Linked DNA regions of Mus musculus: all the other regions are linked to region 2. A link is a contact called in public HiChIP or PLAC-seq data. All regions are on one chromosome and are shown on one strand. The core of a region is the stretch at or near the end of the contact, and the rest is flanking DNA. Distances in the headings are between cores, read along the strand shown. Region 1 overlaps Tead1 (TEA domain family member 1). Region 2 overlaps Parva (parvin, alpha). Region 3 overlaps Tead1 (TEA domain family member 1). Region 4 overlaps Tead1 (TEA domain family member 1).

Evidence for each region. HiChIP or PLAC-seq counts read pairs in DNA pulled down with a chosen protein or histone mark.
Region 1: an H3K27ac HiChIP or PLAC-seq map of epiblast stem cells shows a contact between it and region 2, with 4 times the contacts expected there. The contact joins two enhancer-like sites. A contact is called at or near these places in 1 of 15 datasets of contacts at CTCF or cohesin (large pre-B cells), 5 of 115 datasets of contacts at active chromatin or transcription factors (cardiomyocytes, embryonic basal ganglia, epiblast stem cells and 2 more) and 2 of 9 other capture datasets (liver and pancreatic islet).
Region 3: a contact with region 2 is called in a FOXA1 HiChIP or PLAC-seq map of pancreatic cancer cells. The contact joins two enhancer-like sites. A contact is called at or near these places in 2 of 15 datasets of contacts at CTCF or cohesin (the NIH/3T3 cell line and large pre-B cells), 5 of 484 Hi-C or Micro-C datasets (muscle stem cells, myocytes, nephron progenitors and 1 more), 15 of 115 datasets of contacts at active chromatin or transcription factors (astrocytes, embryonic basal ganglia, embryonic forebrain and 10 more) and 2 of 9 other capture datasets (embryonic stem cells and embryonic tail).
Region 4: a contact with region 2 is called in an H3K27ac HiChIP or PLAC-seq map of epiblast stem cells. The contact joins two enhancer-like sites. A contact is called at or near these places in 2 of 15 datasets of contacts at CTCF or cohesin (the NIH/3T3 cell line and large pre-B cells), 3 of 484 Hi-C or Micro-C datasets (cardiomyocytes, cerebellum and cerebral cortex), 13 of 115 datasets of contacts at active chromatin or transcription factors (embryonic basal ganglia, embryonic forebrain, embryonic hindbrain and 4 more) and 1 of 9 other capture datasets (adipose tissue).

What each region holds. Positions count from the first base shown.
Region 1 is chr7:112,742,404-112,745,275 of GRCm38.p6, reverse strand. The region is part of intron 1 of Tead1 (TEA domain family member 1); the gene reads right to left. Among named protein-coding and RNA genes, the nearest start is that of Tead1, 64 kb to the right of the region's middle. Within about 2 kb of position 1,390, at least 114 of the 459 cell types and tissues checked have an H3K27ac peak or open chromatin away from gene starts, as enhancers often do. A contact at or near this core is called in epiblast stem cells, pancreatic islet and stem cell-derived neural progenitor cells, where this site is marked.
Region 2 is chr7:112,452,515-112,455,549 of GRCm38.p6, reverse strand. All of the region lies in intron 1 of Parva (parvin, alpha), which reads right to left. It overlaps Gm45998 (a long non-coding RNA gene), which reads right to left. Exons shown (of 2, transcript XR_001778261.2): 1 at 1-3,035. Among named protein-coding and RNA genes, the nearest start is that of Gm45998, 2.6 kb to the right of the region's middle. Within about 2 kb of position 1,444, at least 116 of the 459 cell types and tissues checked have an H3K27ac peak or open chromatin away from gene starts, as enhancers often do. A contact at or near this core is called in the NIH/3T3 cell line, adipose tissue, embryonic stem cells and 5 more, where this site is marked.
Region 3 is chr7:112,822,275-112,825,331 of GRCm38.p6, reverse strand. All of the region lies in intron 2 of Tead1 (TEA domain family member 1), which reads right to left. Among named protein-coding and RNA genes, the nearest start is that of Rassf10, 130 kb to the left of the region's middle. Within about 2 kb of position 1,466, at least 137 of the 459 cell types and tissues checked have an H3K27ac peak or open chromatin away from gene starts, as enhancers often do. A contact at or near this core is called in the NIH/3T3 cell line, embryonic stem cells, epiblast stem cells and 3 more, where this site is marked.
Region 4 is chr7:112,840,661-112,843,669 of GRCm38.p6, reverse strand. It overlaps Tead1 (TEA domain family member 1), which reads right to left. Exons shown (of 13, transcript NM_009346.4): 4 at 1,568-1,630. Among named protein-coding and RNA genes, the nearest start is that of Rassf10, 110 kb to the left of the region's middle. Within about 2 kb of position 1,504, at least 98 of the 459 cell types and tissues checked have an H3K27ac peak or open chromatin away from gene starts, as enhancers often do. A contact at or near this core is called in adipose tissue, embryonic stem cells, epiblast stem cells and 1 more, where this site is marked.

The sequences.
Region 1 (2,872 bases), core at 141-2,640, 290 kb before region 2:
GTGTATTTCTTAAGCATTCCAAATTTACAAATGCATGAGAGAGACAACTTGGGGAGACAGTTTACACAGGTGGCTTGTTTGAACAGCCAAAGGTGTGAACTAATTTTGCTGGGGGAAGGGGCAGTTACTCAGCTCCAATAACTGCTCACCCAACTTTGTCTTCATTGTTCCAGCATATTCCCCTGGTCCCTAAAGAGAGTTTGAGAGTGACAGTGTGGTGACTCAAGCCTCACCTCTCTAGGGTGCTATGCTAGAAGGCCAGCAAAGGCAACTAAAGCATGAGCTAACCAAAAACACAGCAGAGAGTGACTATTGTCTCTCTCTGTGACAATGAATTACTCAGTGAACACATAGTCTATGTGAACTTTTAATTCTGCACTTAACAACTAACTGTCCTCTAGCTTTTTCTTCAAAGTTAAAATATTATCACCATGGTAAAGAATAAGTGAGATGGCATAAATAAACAATCCTATCATAAGGATTATTATAAATCCTTAATAAATTGTACGTCTCTGCCATCAACAGGCAGCTGTGCACTGCTTTAGCTTGATGCATACAGACTAGTGTGAACACACTTTTTTCTTTTTAGAGACTCAGTTTATAGCACTGCAGGACCTGGAGTGGGCTATGCTGACCATCCTGGCTTCAAACTCAGAGATCTGCCTGCCTCTGCCCCCTCAGTGCTGGGATTACAGGTGTGAGCCACCCACCTGAGTGTTCATGCATCTTGACTTTGCTGCAGGATTCTCAAGCAACTACTGAATAAACGCATATAACAATATTTGATAATTACAGCTTAAATATGTGTCACCTCTGTATAACCAATTTTCAGAGGCAGGAACTATTTTCCATTCAGTTTTGCACCCCTCCTAGCACCTAACACAATTCAGTAAATAACCATCCAATTTATTTAAACATCAGGCATTAATTCTTTTTTATGACTTTTAAGAAACCAAGCCAGGCTTGGTGGTACTAGCTTGTAATCCTAGAACTCAAGAGGAAGAGGCTGGACTGCACTTCCCGGCCTGCTTGGGCTGAACACTGAGACAAGGAGTAGGGGGTAGGGGGTAGAGGGTGGGGGTGAGGTGGGAGGGGCAGGGGAGTATGTGGTGCACACAAAATCTCTCCTCACCAAACAAATTTCAAGGATTGATTCAGGCATACCCTACCTAGACTAGACCCACAGAACAAAAGCAGTAACTTGCTGACTTAAAAATATTCCTCATTTCCCCAAACCCCAACTGTATTCAATAACTAATCCTTCCAGTCTTGGCTTCAAGGCTGAGCCCCCACCTCCTATCCCAGTAGGGCCCCGCTAAGCAGTGATCTGAAGTCCTCGCTAGTGACCCGGCCCCTCCCCCAAGGCAGCTGCTCTGCCTGGGTGACTGCAACAGCACGGACCCAAGCACCATTTTCAACTCAGTCTGAGTCCCGAGGCCAGGGGGCTGCTCTAAGTATCAGGTTACTACAAAAATAACAGCAGGCCAGTCGACACCCCTGCCAAGTGCGGGAGGGAAGTGTTCAGGAGGTGAGAAAGGAGCCGGGGAGGAAAGGAGGCAGGCGTTAGAGTGAGTGTAGGAAAGAATCCCCACGGTGAGAGAGAGACTGCAGAATTCCTACCTGCCTTCTCCACATCTCCACTGTGGACCTCACAATCTCTAACTCCCTCCCTCAGAAGCCAGAGGAACTCCATCTCTGTGATACTTGACCATTTGGAAGGTGCTTTTGAAAACTGTTTCAGGGGCAAGCTGGAGAGACGGTTTTCTTTCAACAGCATACATGAAAGTCAGATTTGAGTCAAAGGTTTGTACAAGGATTGCCAACTCTACAAATCCCTGATGCTGCTCAGCTTTAATGTAATGTTCTCAAAACCAAATTCCAGCACCACAAAGCTAATTAGGTCTGCAGGAGGAGAGGCAGGCCTTCAAGAAAGAAAATGCTAGTAAAAAGGCATTTATTCGCTGTTCTGTTCCTTTCTAAAATGAATTCAAAGTTCACTCCCGTGCCGCTGCCCTCGTGCGCACAGGTGCACAGCCAGCTTGATGTGGTCTGGCCCAGCCTGGCCATTTCAAATAAAGTGAACTTCAATCACTCCTCAGAGTTCGCACATTATTGATTCTCCATCCATCACTCTTTCATCTCAGTTTGCTCCCCACACGGCCTCTTTAATTGGCTCCTGGAAACTGTTTTATAAGTGGGTGGGTGTGGACCCAGCACCAAGTCTCTCCTTTGGACCAGGCAGGTAACCCTCAAGACCAGGCCATCCATTGGGCAGATTAAGTCTACCACTGAAACCCCACAAGTGGGAAAGAAACTGGGAATACCAGGAAGGCTGAGCTAACTCCAATAAGCATGGGAGACTCCCAAAATGGGGGCGTGAACAGATCACACTCTCAGTGTCTAAGATTTTAAAAAAAGGAACCCTAAGTTTTGGATTTCGTTTTTGGGTTTAGCTTTCTTCATATTCTTGGGGTCCTCATGCAGCTTAGGAGAGCCTTTGGTTGTACATATTATGTAGTCAAGACTGGCCTTGAACTCCTGGTTACTAAGTCTCTACCTTCTGAGTACTGGGATCATGAGCATGTACTGCCTGGCTCCAAGATTTCCTTTTAACTTTTGATGGGGGGAAGGACCCCCAAAAGTCACATGGCTTTGTAGCTGGTTTATGTTTTATGTTAAAACAAAGGGATAACGAGTATTCTACAACACAGCAATATTCTAAATAAGGAACTACTGGAAATGCTCAAAATAAGAAAGATTATTTTTTATAAAGAATATTTTAGTACAAGCAAGCCACAACAGCAGTAGACATGCAGACAGGCAGAAATGATGGGATTTCTGGTTTTGGCTTTTTTCTTTTCTTTTTTTCTTA
Region 2 (3,035 bases), core at 195-2,694:
AAGAACCTCAAAGCTGCCCCAACTCAATCTACACAGACTCCTGTATACAGTTCCATTTCTTTATGTTATCTTGTTATCCTGAGAAAAGTAACAGTTGGGTTTTTTTTCTTTGTTTTGTTTTGTTTTGTTTTGTTTTGTTTTGTTTTAATTAAGAGAATAAGAAAAACATCCTTTCCTGGCTCATACTTGAAAACTCTCCTATGGAAACGTAGATACGCTGAGAGGCAGGATAACCTAATGGTTAGGGGACATTAGGTCCTAGAGTTGACAGCCTTGCTTTGAATGCTATGCTGGCCCCACCACTTACAGTGAGCTGATTACTCCAGCTCTGTAACTCAGTACACAGAAGGAGATAAAAGCAAAGCCTGAGGCCACCAAGAGGCACAGCTGGTAAAGGAGCTTGCCACCAAGGCTGATGACCTGAGTTTGGTCCCCTGGATCTACTTAGCAGAAGGAGAGAATTGACTCCTGTAAGCTGTCCTCTGACCCCTCATGCATGTACAGCATACAGTAAATAAGTGTAATTAAAATAGCAAAATCCTACCTCACAGCTAGTCATTTAATGGGATCCAATGAATCTATCTTTCTGTGTAATATACATTTCATATAACTGTGACCTCTGCAAGCTCTTTACAGTATATTCCAAGCTTTAGGGGAGGGTGAGGCCAAAGGGAAGGTTGAAACACCAGCACAGTAACAGCACACATTTTTGTGTGGCATGCCAAGACCCCAACATGAACTCATTACTAGCTGTGTTAGAGACCGCTCTGTTGCATCCTTGTATAGAAATAATACACACATACAGAGAAAAGCTGGGATTAGGCCTGACAGAGACGATCAGCATGTTTATTATACACAGGCAAACAAGGAGGCAGGCTTAGCTAGTCTCCACACAAGCAGCCTGTGTAGGGGAGCAGTCTTCAGGACATCAGCACGCGGAGCAGGGAGAAAGTTACAGTGGGCATTTTCTGGAGCGACTGTGAGTATCCACACATGGACAAGAGGAAGGTTCTACCATCCTCTGAGCCTCACCCAGGGAACGCTTTGCCACTTCCATGGGTCTGAGACACTGGGGTTCTTGACAAGGCTGTGCTCATGTCAAACAATACCCTTCTTCAGTCGCTCCCCAACATTGCTTCAAGGCCTTTTGATCCCTGTTTAGAAGATGGAAAACTGACATTCAAAGAAACAAATGATATGGCCAGGCCCAAGCAGCTCTGAGGTCTGTGTCCCTCCAGAGGACCAGTCCCTAGAAGCTAGGCTGAAGAGGAAAGTGTGGTGTGTCTCCTTCCCAAGATGGAAATTCAACTCCAGGGCTGTTCCTTCCAGGGCATCTGCAATCCCCTCCCTGGGGCTAACACTCAGCAGTTGGCCTTGCTGCCCCTGGTAGGATAATAGTCTCCGGGTGTGAACTCAGCAGGCAGGCAGTTCTTGGAATGTTCTGGGAGGATGCAGGGGCTCATGAGTCACTCTGCCCTTCTCTCTGCTCCTTCTCAAGGCCCTGGATGTCATTATCCCTGTCACTGGGTTTTCTGCTGCTGGTTGGCTGCACAATTATCCCTAAAAGGAAATCAGTCTTAAGTCTCATCTCTAGCCAAGTGCACTGCAGGAGGGCAGGAGAGCCCTGCAAACCTTCCAGGGCGCCTGCCTGCAAGAACTGGAGAGGCAGAGGGGCTCCGACTGGCTGGCAGCTTTGGATCTCCATAGGGCTAGAGGCTTCCTCCAATCAGAACCCTGGACCCTCTGCATCAAAGGCAAGCATGCCACAAGAACACACAATCTCTAAATATTTATCCCAAAAGTCAAGAGAGAGCCCAGTCGGCAAAGGCTGGGAAACCAGAGGCAGTCGGCCTGGGAGAAGAGGGAATGCTAGAAACACAAAGGCCTTTTGCCTTGAACTCCAGAAATGTCTGTGAACACTAAATGCTGGAGACAGGATCTTAGGAATTCATCACTTAGAAATGTATGGGCACATCCCCAACAAAACCAGAGCTCAGGGGGACTCAAATGACAGGTCTTCTTCACAAGAAAAGTTATAATTCTGTATTAAGTTTTAATTTTTTTGAGTCAGAATCTCACTATGTAGTCTAGGCTAGCCTCAGACTTCGCTGCATCAAACCAGGTATGGATGCCACATGCTTATAATCACAGAATTTCAGAGGCTGAGGCAGGAGGGTGACAAGTTCATGACTAGCCTGGACTGTATACTGATTCATTCTCGTTCTCTCTCTCTCTCTCTCTCTCTCTCTCTCTCTCTCTCTCTCTCTCTCTCTCTCTCCAAACCAACAACAAAATCTTGCTATACAGAGTCTTCGGCAAATGCCAGGCTTTCTGCCTTGCCTTCTGAATGCAGAAGGCAGGACTGAATTCATAGGAAGAAAAAAAAACAATTGTTTTTAGCCCTGAAATATAAAGTATAGGGATATTTGCTTATAGCCACCCCACTACCTGCATCTCCTTCCTGAATACCAAGCTGGACATATATAGCTAAATTCAAACTCAAAAAACTTGAGACAGCAATTCTACTTCTAAGAATTTATGGTTGGTAACGGAGACCAGCAGAAGGAAGGTGGGCAGATGAAGACAGCCACAGGGAATATGAACAAAGTTTAGTCTTATAACACATATACATGTATATATATACACATACACTATGATGAAATACATTATTTTATATTCTACCTAAAAAAATAATAAAGAAGGAATTCATGGGGCTGGTAAACTGAAATAGGATACTTTTATTTGTTTGCAAGCAGGCTTAATGCACCATTGTTTGGAGCAGTAAATCGTTACAAAAAGCTTAAGTGCCTGGCAATAGGAAACGGTTTGAATACCTTCTAGCAGGGTGTGACTCTGTCATACAGTACACCAAGCTGCTGAAAAATGAGACCACACCTGAAAGGCACCAAGACCAGTAACAACCAGAAAAGAGTAGCCAGCCATCTAAACGCTGTATTGATTATTCTTGTCGGTGTGAGTTGTGGGGTCAAACTCAGGTCTTCAGGCTTGCATAGGAAGCTTCTTTACCCACCCAA
Region 3 (3,057 bases), core at 217-2,716, 370 kb before region 2:
TTGGGTGTCTAGAAACAATAGTCTTTCTTGCACCCCCAAACACAACCCCTACGCCTGTACAATCTGATGGTGGTAGTGGTGACAGAGGAGGCAGCAGCCAGGCTAAGTGTTGGTGCAAAGTGACTAGTGGGCTTTATGGATGGACTCACTGACAAGGGAAAGTAGTAGTCACTCTACTTGTCACAGATTCCTAATACTGGGCAAAAGGAGATTGCTCTTAAATCTTTGTGTTTTAGGCCAGCTCTAAAGATGAGAAAATGTTAAGATTTTTTACCATTTGAATAAAATCTGCTTTGTAATAAGGACTCAGAACTAACCGAATCTGAAATTAAACTGCTCTTTCAAACATCAAATCGTGCCCCATGAGGGAGAGCAAGAGATTGACAGAAAGAATATTCATTTTTAAACGTTTACGTTCTTTCTAGCTTACTAAAGTTCAAGAGTCTCCAGAGAAAATAACTTAAATAATTCAGTCATAAAAAGAACCCCCATCCACCACCAAGATGTCATTTTTAAGCCACAAGGTAATTTATAAAGATAAAAAGGAAGTGATGTAACAGGAACTGGGGCTGGTTAGTCCTTAATATTAGGCTTTGTAGGCAATAGTTGGTTATTTATCCCAGCTACAGTTCTAATGACATTTAAAAAAAAAAAAAAAAGTGAGCCACAGGGACATCTGGTTTAAAAACATAAAATTTTTTCCGTGCCATAAAAGAGACACATGCAATTGTGGCTGGCGAGTTATCAGTGATGGAATATTCCATACATGGAGTTTTCATTTCATGGAGTTTTAAAGAGCTTATTCTTCCCTGTGCGCTTTAGAAAGAACAAACTGAAACAACAAACAAAACACACCCCTGGAGGGGCTGGTGAGATGGCTCAGTGGGTAAGAGCACCCGACTGCTCTCCCGAAGGTCAGGAGTTCGAATCCCAGCAACCACATGGTGGCTCATAACCATCTGTAACAAGATCTGACGCCCTCTTCTGGAGTGTCTGAAGACAGCTACAGTGTACTTACATATAATAAATAAATAAATCTTTAAAAAAAAAAAAAAAAAAAAAAAAAAAAAAAAAAAAAAAAAACACACCCCTGGAGGCTGCTGACAAATAAACCATTAGATTAATATTTTGTCAATGCCACTTGTCACAACAAAAGCGGCAGCATTTCTCATTTACTTGAAGACTGGTTTAATTAAAATTCAAAAAACCGCGACAAACCTATATTGAATTTCATTGGCTGCACGGCAATTACTCACTTTGTAGCTGACTATAAACAGAATTTTATTACATCCACAAAATGAATGAAAAAGCTAACAGGAACTATGACACCGAGAGCAAGCCCCGCCTCTTCCACTTGAAATGAGGAGCTACTTCCTATTAATGTGACCTAAGAAAACGAGGAGCCCTGAGTTCCTTTTCCCAATGCACAGGCAGGATGGACATGCCTGCAGGGCCCTGACTCACACCAGGGCTCAGCTCCACAGGAACAGATCTGGCAGAGCCTGGTGAGCGAATCCCACACCCCACCCCCTCTACCAACAGAAAGAGTCTGACTTGGCTCAAACCCAAAACTGAGACAATGGAGGCTGCCAGGCATGATGGATGACTTAGAAGACTTAAAACCACCATTTGCATTCTCCCAGATAAACAATTAGCTGGGGGGGTGGGGGGGGAGAGGAGTGGGGCTGTGGGGGAGGGGCGTCCAGGGAGCTGAAAGCAACCTGCAAGTATCTCTCATCTGCCTGGATGAAAAAAAAGACTTGCTTAGTGAAATCAGGTTGGTTTACTTTAAAAACAGCTAAGGCATTATCTTAAGGTGTCTCATTGGAATGAGAAGAAACCGAGGGTTAGAGAAAGTTTAGAGCAGTTCAAGTCAGGGAAGGTTTACAGGTCGAACAACCCTCTAGCATCAGGTGTTCCAACCATAGTGTGCATGATGCCCCAGACCTTCTTCCTTTATCTTTCAATCCGCATAATTATAATAGGCAGCACAGTAACTTTTTACGGAATAAAGACGGGTGGGAATATACGTGATTTAAACATGAGGGAAAGGAAACAGACTATAGACACTTTTGCCAGGCACTGAAGCAGCGCACAGTTTCTTGGGTTCATGAAGAGCTTGGGTGAGGGTAAGAGATGCCTGGTAGAGAACGGAGAAATGTCTTAAAAGTCAACCTTAATTTCTCCGGAAAGATTTACAGGCCTGAACAAGAGTGCCTCCGGAAGTCCACCAATTCTCCATTAAAGCAGGAGGTGGCAGTGTAGTTTCCATGGTAACAGAGACTCTCGCTTGCCAGCAAGCTTGTTGTATACTGCCAAAAGTTTCTCCTCAAATCTCAACTTCCTGTTTGCAGGTGCTAACAAAACCAGACAGACTTTTAAGTACTAGCAAACAGTGCAGTGATTTTCCCCCCTAAAGGGGGATTCTAAATCTTGGGTTTTGGCAAAAGTGGCCTGGCAGGTTCACAAGGCTTTGCAACTAGACCTCTCAGGAGAGGCTCAGAGAACAATCTGAAAGGAGTTAGGAGCCTCCTGAGGACTTTCAATGAGTTAAATGTATTTGCTGTAATATTATAATGTGTTATGACAAGCTATATATGAGCATAATAGGCTCTTGTGATTAACACTAGTCTGGTTTTTCTTTCTGTGTGTTATAGTTGAGTTGATGGTTTGAGGGGTGGCAACAGCCTGATTTACCAGAACTCAAAGACAAAAAAGACATCTGAATACACTGTATGCTTTTGCCCTCCCTCCCTCCCGTGTGTATATGTGTTGGCATTGGGTGTCTTCTTCAACCTTGTTTTTTTAAATATATATATAGTCTCACTGAGCCTGGGGCACACATATTCAGCTCCAAGAATCCCCCTGCCTCTGCTTCACCAGCATTAGGACTGTAAACAAGAGTGGCTGAGCCCAGTTTTTAATATGGATGCTCAAAATCCAAACCCATGGACCCACAGCAGTTACTTTCCACCCTGCACCACTGCTGAGCCCTGACTACAGTCCTTTAACATCTGTAATCCTGGCATCTGTTGTGTCTCATGATACACCTTAAAA
Region 4 (3,009 bases), core at 255-2,754, 390 kb before region 2:
AAAGACCTTCCCAAGGGGCTCTGAATTACCCCATTTCAGAGAAGTAAATGCCAGGCACACTAAACTGGAGCAGGAAAAGCAACTCGGAATTTAAAATGATCAGTGCCTTAATTTTTAAATTTGTATTTAGTTATTTCTTACTGTGGATGGTTCTTGGTTATAAATGGTGCCCCATATTTAAAAAAAAAAAAAAGCTCAACATGAAGCAGGCTTGATTATCTTATCTTCAAGACCATCGTTAGGTTTTGTCTTATTGTTTTGTTTTTGCCTGTGGCCATATCTGCAGATTTCTTTATTTCTCTCTTTTCTGTGTTTATTTTGTTTTTTGAGATAAGGTTTCTCTGTGTAACAGAGCCCTGGCTGTCCTAGACTGGCTCTGTGAACCAAGCTGGCCTGGAACTCATAGATATCCACCTGCCTCTGCCTCTTGAGTGCTGGGATTAAAGGCATGCACCACCATGCCAGCGCTCTCTTCTGTATTTTTGAGATGGTATCTCATTATAAATTTGTAGCCATGCTCCCTGCCTCTTTTCTTTTTTTTTTTTTTTTTTTTTTTTTTTTAAGATTTATTTATTTATTATATGTAAGTACACTGTAGTTGTCTTCAGATACACCAGAAGAGGGCACCAGATCTCATTACGGGTGGTTGTGAGCCACCATGTGGTTGCTGGGATTTGAACTTCAGACCTTCGGAAGAGCAGTCGGGTGCCCTTACCCACTGAGCCATCTCACCAGCCCCTCCCTGCCTCTTTTCTACGGGGATCACAGGTATAAGCCACAGTGTCTGGTTTAGCTTTCTCTACTAAGGAGACCCACTAAAAAAACAGCATATCAGACAATGTGGAAGACAATTTGTGTTGAAGGAGATACATATAAAAATGTATTTTCTCAAATTACTATTATTTATCTTATGTATATGTGTGTTTTGCTGGCAGAGGCCAGAAAATGGCATTGGATCCCCTGGAACTCAAGTTATAGACAATTGTGAGGTGCTATAAGGATTCTGAGAATTAAACCAGGGTTCTCTGGGCCATCTCTCCAGCCCTTTTTAAAAAAAAAAAAGATACATTAATTTTTTTTTTTAAAAATCCAAAACCATAAATTAGAATCAGTGCTAAATGTATTATAAAAGTCATTTCACAACAACTGGAGACAATTTCATCCTTTTCAGTTATTTTTATTTTATTTTATTTTTAAGGTTATACTAGACTATCCATTAGCTGATTCTCAAATTGCTACAGGACAGTTATTAGAAGATTTTTTTTTTCTTTTTCTTTTTCTTTTCTTCTTTTAATTGCATTTCTGTGCTGAAGTTATTGAGATCAGCTCTCTGCTGCGACTGCGATTGCGTTGTTACTGGGAAACTTGCACACACTCGCGCACACACAGAGTTTAACGTGAGGCCCGTACAAAAACAGAGAGATTAGACACAAAGAAATGTAAACAGCCCTCACATGCTAGGAAGCTAGGTTACAAGAATCCCAGCGCCAGGCATTCACCAGTCACCATGGAAAACAGGAAGTGAGGTGCATAGCAACCACGAGCCAAAAAGCAGAAAAGCGCATACCTTCAGCTTGGAATGAAAATCACGAGATTTCCTTCTGGCAAGAACCTGAATGTGACTAGACACCTGCAGGGTAGGGGAAGGGAGGAAAACAAAGGAAAAGCCTGTAACCATGGAGATGAAAAGCCCCCTACAACTGGGCAAGCCAGACGTACCTTAATGGCGGCTTGAATTTCTCGAACTTTCTTTCTTGCTAAGACCTGTATATGACTAGACACCTACATTTTTCGGGTTTATGCGGGGGAAACAAAACGAGAAAAAAAGAAAACAAAAAAAAACAAAAACAAAAACAAAAAAAGGAAATCAAATATAAAATCGCTATTCCTTGGGAGGGGTGGGGTAGGGGAGGTTATTTGCATCTCAACGAAGCTCTGCAGTTAGGAACATACAGTCCCAGCCAGACACCAAGCCCCCAGCACCTCTCTAAAGCTCTATGGACAGGGTCCTCGTGGCAGTGACTTGATTCAGAACTTTAGGCAGGCTCGTCTCCATGTTCCCACCCAGAGAGATGAGAGGTGGGTGCTGGGAAAAACCTTATTTGGAGAGCCATAAGAAGAGAGAGGAGGGATGCTTTCTTTATGAAATTTTTAAAAAGGCGGGGGTAGAGATAAATTAAAATATTTACAGCATCTCAGTATCGGGAGAGAAAGAAAATTCCCCTTCCTCAATTTAGAGAGGACTGTCCATAAATTAGCATGCTCTACAGAATCAAAGCTGAGGCTGTGAGCTGGATTCTGATCTCCTGGAGGACTCTAGATTCTGTGGCAAATGCTGAAATAATACCGGCACATAAATTAGATCTCAAAGAAAAATGGGACCCAGTTAGCAGAGCCTCCCCGCCCACCCCAACCCCTTAAAATGTCTTTAATCCTTCCACACTTTTGGGAATCGCCTGGGAGCCAAGTGGATCTGCATATTATTACAAAAAGAGATGTGTGAATACAACCAGCCAGCCAGTTAAAAATCTGGTCTGAAAAACCACTCAGCTTTGCTGAACAACACTAGAGTGGTGTCGCCAACTGTGGCCAACAGGCACCCCGAGGGTGATGCTGGGTGTGGAAAAACTGCCAGACAGGCCTCTAACACAGTGATTCCACTGGGCAAGCAAAACCGCATCGATTTCAGTGGGACTTGATTACATTTAGAAGATCCCCCCGTGAAGGGGTCACTGGGCAAGTGAGCAGAGCGTGCTGGCCAACAGGCCAGTTCAGCACTTGAGATGGAAGGAGAGCGCGGTGTCTGCATTGGGAGACTCTGAACCTTCCCATTACAAGTTCAGTGACTTGGGCTTTGTGGCAGTCACCTCATTTCTAACTCTCCAGTGACTCCAGATTATTAAAGATCTTTTGGTAGTCAAATGTCTTTTGAGTTTCGATAATTCCCTTTCTTCCCGTTTCCAGGGAAGCAGGGCTCCCCCATCCTCTTCGCTCCTTCATCTGGCTCCC